Regions from separate parts of the Mus musculus genome. Here region 2 is linked to region 1. The links are chromatin contacts, called in public promoter capture Hi-C maps. All regions are on one chromosome and are shown on one strand. Each heading gives the region's core, a stretch centred on a gene start, on an enhancer-like site or on the middle of the called end of the contact. The rest is flanking DNA. Distances are from core to core; before and after follow the strand shown. Region 1 has its middle 6.1 kb from the start of n-TLcag9. Region 2 holds the start of Ppox (protoporphyrinogen oxidase).

The links. Promoter capture Hi-C pulls out the DNA fragments that hold promoters and counts their contacts.
Region 2: a contact with region 1 is called in a promoter capture Hi-C map of embryonic stem cells, with 6 times the contacts expected there. The contact joins the promoter of Ppox here to the enhancer-like site in region 1. A contact is called at or near these places in 12 of 39 promoter capture datasets (the C10 cell line, the HPC-7 cell line, cranial neural crest and 8 more), 2 of 15 datasets of contacts at CTCF or cohesin (CD8 T cells and the NIH/3T3 cell line), 3 of 484 Hi-C or Micro-C datasets (B cells, CD8 central memory T cells and bone marrow-derived macrophages), 24 of 115 datasets of contacts at active chromatin or transcription factors (the HPC-7 cell line, the NIH/3T3 cell line, the SCID.adh cell line and 18 more) and 3 of 9 other capture datasets (adipose tissue, liver and pancreatic islet).

Annotation. Positions count from the first base shown.
Region 1 is chr1:171,093,461-171,098,188 of GRCm38.p6, reverse strand. No RefSeq gene overlaps it. Among named protein-coding and RNA genes, the nearest start is that of n-TLcag9, 6.1 kb to the left of the region's middle. Within about 2 kb of position 1,423, at least 40 of the 459 cell types and tissues checked have an H3K27ac peak or open chromatin away from gene starts, as enhancers often do. A contact at or near this core is called in the HPC-7 cell line, embryonic stem cells, pancreatic islet and 1 more, where this site is marked.
Region 2 is chr1:171,278,110-171,282,904 of GRCm38.p6, reverse strand. Ppox (protoporphyrinogen oxidase) reads left to right here and starts at 1,719. Exons shown (of 13, transcript NM_008911.2): 1 at 1,719-2,032; 2 at 2,137-2,231; 3 at 2,383-2,517; 4 at 2,650-2,765; 5 at 2,904-3,036; 6 at 3,331-3,475; 7 at 3,592-3,782; 8 at 4,710-4,770. The coding sequence starts at 2,145. Usp21 (ubiquitin specific peptidase 21) reads left to right here. Exons shown (of 13, transcript NM_013919.4): 11 at 103-210; 12 at 294-408; 13 at 603-956. The coding sequence ends at 693.

The sequences.
Region 1 (4,728 bases), core at 174-2,673:
CTTTGTGTTGCTGTTTGGGTTTTCTTTCTTTCTTTCTTTCTTTTTTAAAAAGATAATAACTAACTGTGTAGCTCCGGCTGGCTCTTGGTGCTGTTTCTCAAGAGGTGTGTCATCATGACCTGCATTGTATTTTGAGATAGATTTTGCTGGGTTCCTAAGGTGGTCTTGAACTTATCAGCTCAAGTGATTCTTCCAATTGAGCCTCCTGAGTGCTGGGACAACAGGCATACATTATCCCACTAGCAAAGTGAAGCACTTCTGTCACAGATAGAAAATGTTAAGTTTCAAACCTGAGACCAGCAGCTGAGGTGTCAGTTTAACTTATCAAAGCAGGCCTGGCCCCCAGGCGTTCCCAGCATCCTTCAGTCTCAGGGGCTAGGCTGTCCTTCCCCTTATCTGATCCAGACATTGCTTATCTACTCTCTCTGCCCTTCCTTCTGCCTCTCTTTTGCTCCTTTTGTACTTCTGGTCTTCTGGCTGACATTCTTGGTGATAGGTGATTTGTCCACTGCTGTTGAACTGAGCCAATTTAATCACATTAACTGCAAGCTTATTAGAAAACCGCTCTCAGAAAGTCGAGCTCACTGCCCCCGGGGACTGAAGCCAGGGAAGTCACCATGGGGAAGGGAGAGAGAGAGAGAGGAGGGAGAAAGAGAAAAAAAGCATGTGTACAGAAAGAAAAGAGGAGAGAGAGAGAGAGAGAGAGAGAGAGAGAGAGAGAGAGAGAGAGAGAGAGAGAGAGAGAGAGCAACATGTCTGGATTATATAGGAAAGAACCTCTGGGGGCAGGGGGAGAGCAGTCCAGCCCCAGGGCTGGAAAATTCAAGGTTGGGGACAGGGTTTGTTAGGTAGGGACTAAGGAATGCTGGGAGAACCTGGAGGCCAGGTCTGCTTTGATATTTAAAATATGTGCTCAGTCCCTTTTCCCAAAACCAAACACCTGGTTCCCCTCTCTCACTCTTCTCCCCCTCTCTCCACAAGGTTCAAGGTCATGACCACTCTGGACTTTCCCAGATATATCTGCCCCTGGCTGTACTATTCTGTGTAACTATGTAACTATGTTCTTCTGCATATCTATACTTGATATGTTTTCTAATGTGGCATGATGCTGGGGAGGGGGTGTGCCATACCATGCGGAGGAACCCCACCCCACCCCCCAGGTACCAGCCATATTATGGGTCTAGTATAAAATGAAGTTTATTTTGGGGCAGCAGAGAAGGGGGGTTGAGAACGGAGTAGAGGCAGAGAAAGAGAGAGTGAGAGGCCAAACCTACTCCATCTTGGGACTGACCTCCATCTTAAAGGAAAAAAAAAAAAAAATCCTGAGAACTTGACCTGCAGCGGAACCCAAGTTGCACCCAAGTAGCAGAAAGGACCTCAGGGCTTGTCCTTGACAGAGTTACTCCCTAGCTACTTCCTAGCAACAGTTAGTCAAAGATCAGTCTGATTGTTTCAGATGTACTTTCAGACCTTTGCGACTGTTTATCGTCTTGCTTCAGAGCACTCACTTGTTGGCTTGTAGTCATTCTATTAGATGCCTTGCCAGACTGGACCGCCCCCCCCCTCACCCCTTCACTCGCTCCCATTTTCCTATAAATACTTGTTCTGCTCCGCCTTCCCTCCCCATCCTGCTGTGTCAGGGTTGGGCTGGAGGAGAGTCCAAGCCTGAGCTTGTAGTAAAGAGACCCTAATGCTATTATATCAGAGATGGCTCTTTGGTGGTCTGGGGTTCACAAATGCCTCCTGGCACAAGGGGATAGAGAAGGGGCGGGGGAAGAGAGAGAGAGAGAGAGAGAGAGAGAGAGAGAGAGAGAGAGAGAGAGAAAGTGGAGGTGACTAAACAAACCTTTTATAGCCGGCCAGGCTCAAACCTGGCTGTTGCTAGGTAACTGTTGGGTGGAGCCTAGAAGAAATGCTAACAAAGCTCTCCGGGGCATGCTCTCCCTCTATCTAAAATAAACTTTCTCCAAAACCATGGAAGTCATGTCCTTTCCTTTCCTTTTTATTTCTTTTTTAGTTAATTAAAATGTAGGAAATGAGGACTAAAGACATGGCAAGGAGATTAAGAACATCTATTATTTATGCAGAGAACCCAAGTTTCCTAGCACCCATATTAGATGGCTCGCACCTTCTGTAACTCCAGCTCCAGGGGATCCAACATCCTCTTCTGACCTCCGTGTGCCCTTGAACTCATGTATAAACACCCCAACACATACATTTATTTGGGCTTGCTTTTTTTTTTTTTTCTTTTTTTGATGCAGGGCTTCTCTGAGCAACCCTGGCTGCCCTGGAACTCACTTTGTAGAGCAGGCCAGCCTTGAAACCAGAGATCCACTGGCCTCTGCCTCCACAGTGCTGGAATTAAAGGCATGTACCACCACAACTTACTTTTTAAACAGTAAAAGTCAGCAAATAATAAGTAAATGATTCAAACAACTCATAAGTCTCAAGAAGTCCCTGAATCTTACAATGTTCACAAGGCCACTCTATCCCTGAACTTATATAAGCAATAGGGACACTTGTGGACAGAGCAGTTTCTGAAACATATAAGCTTCCTATAAGTCATTGCAGAGAGCTCCAGGGAATGTAGCTTCCATGAGTCACCAGTCAGATTGGAGTGGGATTTGCAGTAATCCAGCTGTCTTTGCGTCATGTATGCTAATAGTGTGCTTTTTTGCTATGGCAGTAGTTGCATGGGTCTTGCTACAGATAGTGAGACATAACTAAGGATATCCTATGGAGAAGTTGAATGTCCATTGTTGGGATAACCTACCCCCATACGCATAATGTCAGGTGGCTATGGATGTATGCCCCTGTATTGCCATTTCTACAATAAATGTATGTATGCCCACAAGACCTGCTTTCCATATGTAAATGTTCTTGGCTTCCTCACCTACCCCAAAAGATGTAAACAGACTGATTCACAATCCTCTCAGATTATCATGTTTAAAAGCAAGCTGCCAAGGGAGGCCACAAAGCCCTCAATCTGGCCAAAGGGCAGCACTAAGAGGAGGACATCACGCTGCTGATTGGTTCAGAGCAGGTAAGCCGTGGAACCCCTCCCACTATGCTAATAAGCCTTTCATAGAATGAGAAAGAAGAGAGTTTCAGAAGTGGAGGCTGGTGCTGGAAGAACAGAGCCCAGCAATGAGGTAGAGCAGAAAAAGCGGTGAGGATGAGACACCGTGGCATCCAGGTTTAGGTCCAGTCTACATGGTTAGCTGAGGGACTGCCCCCAGCCAAAAGGCTAGCAGGCTTATACTGTACAGATGTCTCCCAGTCTTTATTATTAAACTCCAAGTGAGACCACTTCAAAGTGCCCACAAACGTCCACAGATGGAATCTCGGAGTGGCTCTTGACTCCTATCTGGTATCAAGTGGGGTTCCTTCTTGATGAACTAGTGGGGTTCTCCAGATGAGTGTAGAGATTCCCTGAGACTGGTTAAAGATTTAAGCCAAATTTTATAATCCCTTACAGTAACACATAAGGTTGGAGAACATGGACAGGTTGCTAAAGAGGTCACGTGGTCACTGTTATGTGTAATAAAACATATGACTGGCTAACAGTGATTTCAGCTGCTTTAAGCAATCTCTACTTATCTATAGCCTCTGGAATGTTAGGTATTTTCCTGTTGGTGGCCCGTGTCTAGTGTGGTTCCCTCGTGAAACAGTTTGTGGTTTTTCTAGTAATTAGAGTTTAACCCGAGGACAGGGCCCAGTGTATAAAATGGAGGCCTGCTTACAAAATGGAGTTTTTCAGGTTTAGTTGGGGCCTTTCAATTAGATAAGCTATTAAGGACCAGTGCTTATCACCACCTGAGATCTGAAAGACACTAAAGGAAAAGACCGGTATAACTGAAGGGTAGGTATAAGATGACATTTAATGTCCAGTCCATCAGGCCAGATCCTATTGTCTTTAGGAGAGTCAAAAAAGAAGTTGATTCAACGGAGAAATCAGAAGAGTTTGTGGGACTTTAGTGGCCTTTGCTGACATTTTAGTGGGGCGTGGACCTCGGGCGGTAGAAGGTCTGACAAATCTAAAAGACTCTGAAGGACATGTAAGTAGGGTTTATAAAGTACAGAACAATCAGGAGCAAGTAAACAGGTAAGGTCTCTGTTGGAGTTACTCAAAGGCAAAGCATGGTAAAATTTGTGTTGAGCAACAGATCCTTAAAAAATTACCAGAGAGCCAAATGCTGGTAAGTTTCTGATATGCTTTTTCTTAGTTAGGGTTTTATTGCTGTGAAGAGACACCATGACTAAGGGCAACTCTTTTTTTTTTTTTTTTTAATTTTTCTTTTGTTTTTTTTTCGAGACAGGGTTTTTCTGTGTAGCCCTGGCTGTCCTGGAACTCACTCTGTAGGCCAGGCTGGCCTGGAACTCAGAAATCCTCCTGCCTCTGCTTCCCAAGTGCTGGGATTAAAAGTGTGCGCCACCACTGCCAGGCTAAGGGCAACTCTTACGCAGGTCAACATTTAATTGGGGTTGGCTTACAGGTTCTGAGTTTCAGTCCATTATCATCATGGCAGGAAGCATGGCAGCATCCAAGCAGGCATTGTGCAGGAGGAGCTGAGAGTTCTACATCTTGTTCCAAAGGCAAACAGGAGAAGATTGCCTTCCAGGCAACTAGCAAGGGTGAAGTGGAAACTTCTTTGGAAAGCCAGTTGTGTTGACTGGTGTTTTGCTGGGGCAAACACATGAAGGAGTGTTTTCCTGAAGCAGACATAA
Region 2 (4,795 bases), core at 470-2,969, 180 kb before region 1:
CACCTTTCAGGATGTGTTGGGGGAATGGAGGGTACTGAATTTATTACTGCAGTCCCCCCTAGAGACCCTTAGCCTCCCCAGTGCTCCTTAACCAGGGCTTAGATCTGAACCGATTTTCCACCTCCCGAGGCTCCATCAAGAAAAGTTCAGTAGGTGTAGACTTCCCACTGCAGAGACTAAGCCTAGGGGACTTTGCCAGCGACAAAGCGGGTGAGTCTGGCAGGGAACCTCCTAAAGAATCTTCAGGAGGGAGACACAACTGGGTGTGGAAACTGATGTTATTTAACCCGCAGGAAGCCCTGTCTACCAGCTGTATGCCCTTTGCAACCACTCGGGTAGTGTCCACTATGGCCACTACACAGCCCTGTGCCGGTGCCAGACTGGTTGGCATGTCTACAATGACTCCCGGTGAGAATAGCCTCTTGTTCAACTCCTGCCCCCTCCCACCGCCCCCCCCCCAGCTCCGAAAAGATAAGTTCCTGACAAAGGATAGGTGGAGAGTCTCTCCTGATCTCCACCTGGCTACTCTGAGTCTTGTGGGATGGAGGGGGAATCTACAAGAATGACCACTGACCACAGCCGTGTCCCGTTTCTCTTCTCAGCGTTTCCCCTGTCAGTGAAAATCAGGTGGCATCCAGTGAGGGCTACGTGCTGTTCTACCAATTGATGCAGGAACCACTTCGGTGCCTGTGACACCATCTTGAAGCCCTGGCACCTGTGAAAACCTTCCCAACACCCTTAAGCCCCCAGTTACCTCACAGACGTCTATTTTTGTGTCTTTTTAATCGGGGAGGGGAGGAGGGTTGGTTGTAGCTCCCGTTATTTTTTTTATTAAGAAGTACCCTTCCGCCTTGTTTTCCTGTCCCATGTACAGAAACCACCAGACCCTTGACCATGTACAGCCCCCAGAACCTCTGCAATCTCACTTTTTTGTGAATAAATTTATTAAGAAAAAAGTGATGTTCATGTTTGTATTTGTGGATAAGAGGGAATGGATATCTAGAATTTTGGTTCAATTGGAGCCTTTCTGGGCCCCAATTCTGTCTCTGGACAGGTGGGGGCGCTCTCACAACAGAAGGAAAAGAACAGGGATTGAGCTGGCCCCAGCCTTGGACCCAAACACTGAGTTTAGTGGAACTAGGCAGACAAACCCTGAGACCTGTGAAGTTGCGGGAAAGCCTGAAACTAGAGTGCAGGCATTGGCACGCCGGTTTTTCCTGAGAGGGGTACTGCCCCTCGAGGGCAAGGCATCCAAGAACCCCTGTTGACAAACACTGGTACCGTTGCCGGGCGGCCCTTGCTCCCGTAGGCCCTGTCTGTTGCTAACATCAAGGAGCTGTTTATGGAGCCTTCTCCCCACGGACTGGCCTCCAAGTGTCTCTCTCTTTCTCCCTAACTAAAGCTCGTGGGGCTCTCCCACCTCCAGGGTTTTCACCACAGACCTGGGAAGCTTGAGCTGGGGAATGCTCAAGGATTTCGCTGTCCTGTCCCTGGGGAAGGCAGTGCCGGTTACTGCAACTAACTCCGATTAGGACACGAACAGGTTAACCCGCTCCACGGAACTGACTCCGAAAGCGGCTGTTGCTCCTCTGGTAGCGTCACTGCCAATATGGTGTTTTCATTGGTGAATGTATCCAGAGCTCACCAATCCAGAACCCGCACTCCAAGACCCTCCAATCAAGAAGCAAGAAAGTGAAACGCAGTCACGCAGGCCGCCAGAAAGGAATCGACGGAGAGTCGGAGGGACCCTAAAAGTTAGGGGCGGGGATACCAGACTTGAACCTGCTCACCCCTGAGGCTGGAAAAACCGAGTGCTGTAGAATTCTGGCCTCCGAAGGGTTTGTGCTGGGGAGATAGCGTGGGCGTGGCCCTTATCTGCACACGGACAGGATGGACTGCTCCTAGGGCCTCTATCAGTCACTCACTTTCTCGGGTTCCCCCTATCTCGTGGGTAAGTTCTGGCTTCAGAACGAAGACCTTACTCTTCCACCAGCACGTACACGCGCGCCCTGCATTAGTTGCTCATAAATCAGTAAGTGTCCAGAAGTGGGGTATGGGACCAGTGGGGGTTTCTGCAGTTGTAAAACAGAGTGCTCCCCTGCCCCGTTCTCCTGGGGTATCTCGACCTTTTCCCAGGCCTTACGATGGGCCGGACTGTGATAGTACTTGGCGGAGGTATCAGTGGATTGGCCGCAAGTTATCATCTGATCCGAGGCCCCAGTCCTCCTAAGGTGAGTCCCCACTAGTACCAGAGAAAGACTCATTTAATACTCTTGATATTTCTAGCAAAAGCTGCATAGATTTTTGTTCCGTGAAATATGCACTTCCCCCGACCCCCAGTCCCTTTGCCCTGTGGCGACAGTGCTTCACTTTTGGCGCCAGGTGATCTTAGTGGAGGGCAGCAAGCGTTTGGGAGGATGGATCCGCTCAATCCGAGGATCAGATGGTGCGATCTTTGAACTTGGACCTCGAGGGATTAGGCCGGCTGGAGCCCTGGGAGCCCGGACCCTGCTCCTGGTGAGCGTCTTGTGGAATGTGTAGGACAGGTAGTGGAGGAGAGTTCTCCAAAGGGACGGAGTTGCAGAGAGGAAAAACGTTGGGTCAGTTTTTCCTTAGTTTCTCCTCTTCCTGAGGGCTTGTGGAGAACAGGTTTCTGAACTTGGCTTGGAGTCTGAAGTCTTGCCTGTCCGAGGGGATCACCCAGCTGCCCAGAACAGGTTCCTGTATGTAGGCGGTACCCTGCACCCTCTACCCTCCGGCCTCAGGTAACACCTCACTATTACACACACCCCCCTTTCGCTCCCTGTCAGGCCTTCCAGCCACAGGGGGTCTAATGGCTGAAAAGAACCCTCTGAAAGGTGAATCTGGGAGTTTTCTTTTCAACCATGCCTTCCTCCATGCAGGGGGCTACTCCGTCCTTCACCCCCCTTCTCAAAACCTCTGTTTTGGGCTGGGCTGAGGGAGTTGCTGAAGCCCAGGGGCAAAGAGCCTGATGAAACTGTGCACAGTTTTGCCCAGCGCCGCCTTGGACCTGAGGTGACATTGCTCAGAGGTGGTCTCAAACCTCTTCCCCTCCTGTTGCTGAGTCTCTAACTCAGACTTAACCCCGGGGACTCTTGAATCATTTAGGAATGTCCACTATCTATTGCTGGAATCTCCAAAACCCAGTGTTGGGAATAAATGCCTTCCTTTCCTTCCCATCCTTTTGTTACAGTGGGAACATCTCCAACCCAAACTCTCTCCTTCCCTTAGTCTCTCACAAGCAGGGCCAATGGAAATCAGTCAGGGTGGCTTATTCCTTGGTCCCTCAGTCCCAGTCTTACTCTTAAGGTGGCATCTTTAGCCATGGACAGTCTTTGCCGAGGAGTATTTGCTGGCAACAGCCGGGAGCTCAGCATCCGGTCCTGCTTTCCCAGTCTCTTCCAAGCTGAACAAACCCACCGGTCCATATTGCTGGGGCTGCTGCTGGGCGCAGGTGAGGGGCAGCATTGATTGGTTCAGAGGGTGAAAAAAAAAAGCCTGAGGACAAACTGAGGTACTGTGTACAAGGGGTACTAGTTTAATCTTTTACCCACCCACCCCTCCTTTTAGGACAGAGTCCCCAGCCGGATTCCTCACTAATTCGTCAGGCCCGGGCTGAGCGATGGAGCCAGTGGTCACTCCGTGGAGGGCTGGAGGTGTTGCCCCAGGCTCTTCACAATCACCTAGCAAGTAAAGGGGTCACTGTCCTCAGTGGGCAGCCAGTCTGTGGGCTCAGCCTTCAGCCAGAAGGGCGCTGGAAGGTAGGAGAACCTCTGGAGTGTAGCGAACCTACGTCAGTGTTACTGCTTTTATTGTTGTTATATCGGGGATTGCAAAATTTCACCTGGCAAAAAGTTTCATATGCAAATGTACACGACCTGATTTTATAGCAAAATAGGCCTTCGGGGGGAGGAGGGGGGCTTCTTTGCTCAACATCCATTTCTTTAAGTTTCGTCCAAGCTTTTAAAACATCATGATACCATTTCCTCAGACAGCCACCGTTCTAATACTCTGTCGCCTGCGAGCTGCCATGGCTGCACACACATCAGTCACAAGACTCATAAAGTCTTTGCTAAGCCCTGCGGTATTCCTCAGATGGGTCTGCCTCCTAGGTCAATGATACCTTTTTGTCCATAAATGTCTTCCTCTGGGAAGAGAGAAAGCTGAAGGAAGAGCTCAGCAGTTGCGAGCACGTACTGCCTTTGCAGAGGGCCTGACCTCCACAGGTGCTCACACTCACCACTCACGCGCACACATCCACAGACTATGGCACCATCTTTGTCAGAGTGGCTGACCAGGTCAGGTTAAACCCTTAGCATTGGACGTACTGTTTTCCTGCCTTAGGGAAGCTCTGTAGATACTGGCTACCTCAGGTTGCTAGGCTCTATTTGTGAACCTTCCTCAGAATGTCCTTAGGTAAAGCCTGTGAGCGGAAGTAGTGCTTTCGACGTGACAGGGACAGAGCCACCCACCTTCACTGAACATTCCAGAGCAGGCGAACTGGCCCACTTTCTGGATTACACAGAGGGTTTCTTGGTTTTTGAAGTGATCTTGTCACTCATATCCTTCATCCTGGGTCAGCACCCAGTCTTTCCTACCTCTTGAGTACCTCTGAAACCGAGGCAGCAAATCTCACCTTCCCCACAAAGTCCTCATAACACCGTCTTTCAAGTTTTCTTCTCACTCAGGTGTCTCTAGGGGACAGCAGTCTGGAGGCTGACCACATTATAAGTGCCATTCCAGCTTCAGGTAATGGGACAGCCCTTCCCTTTCC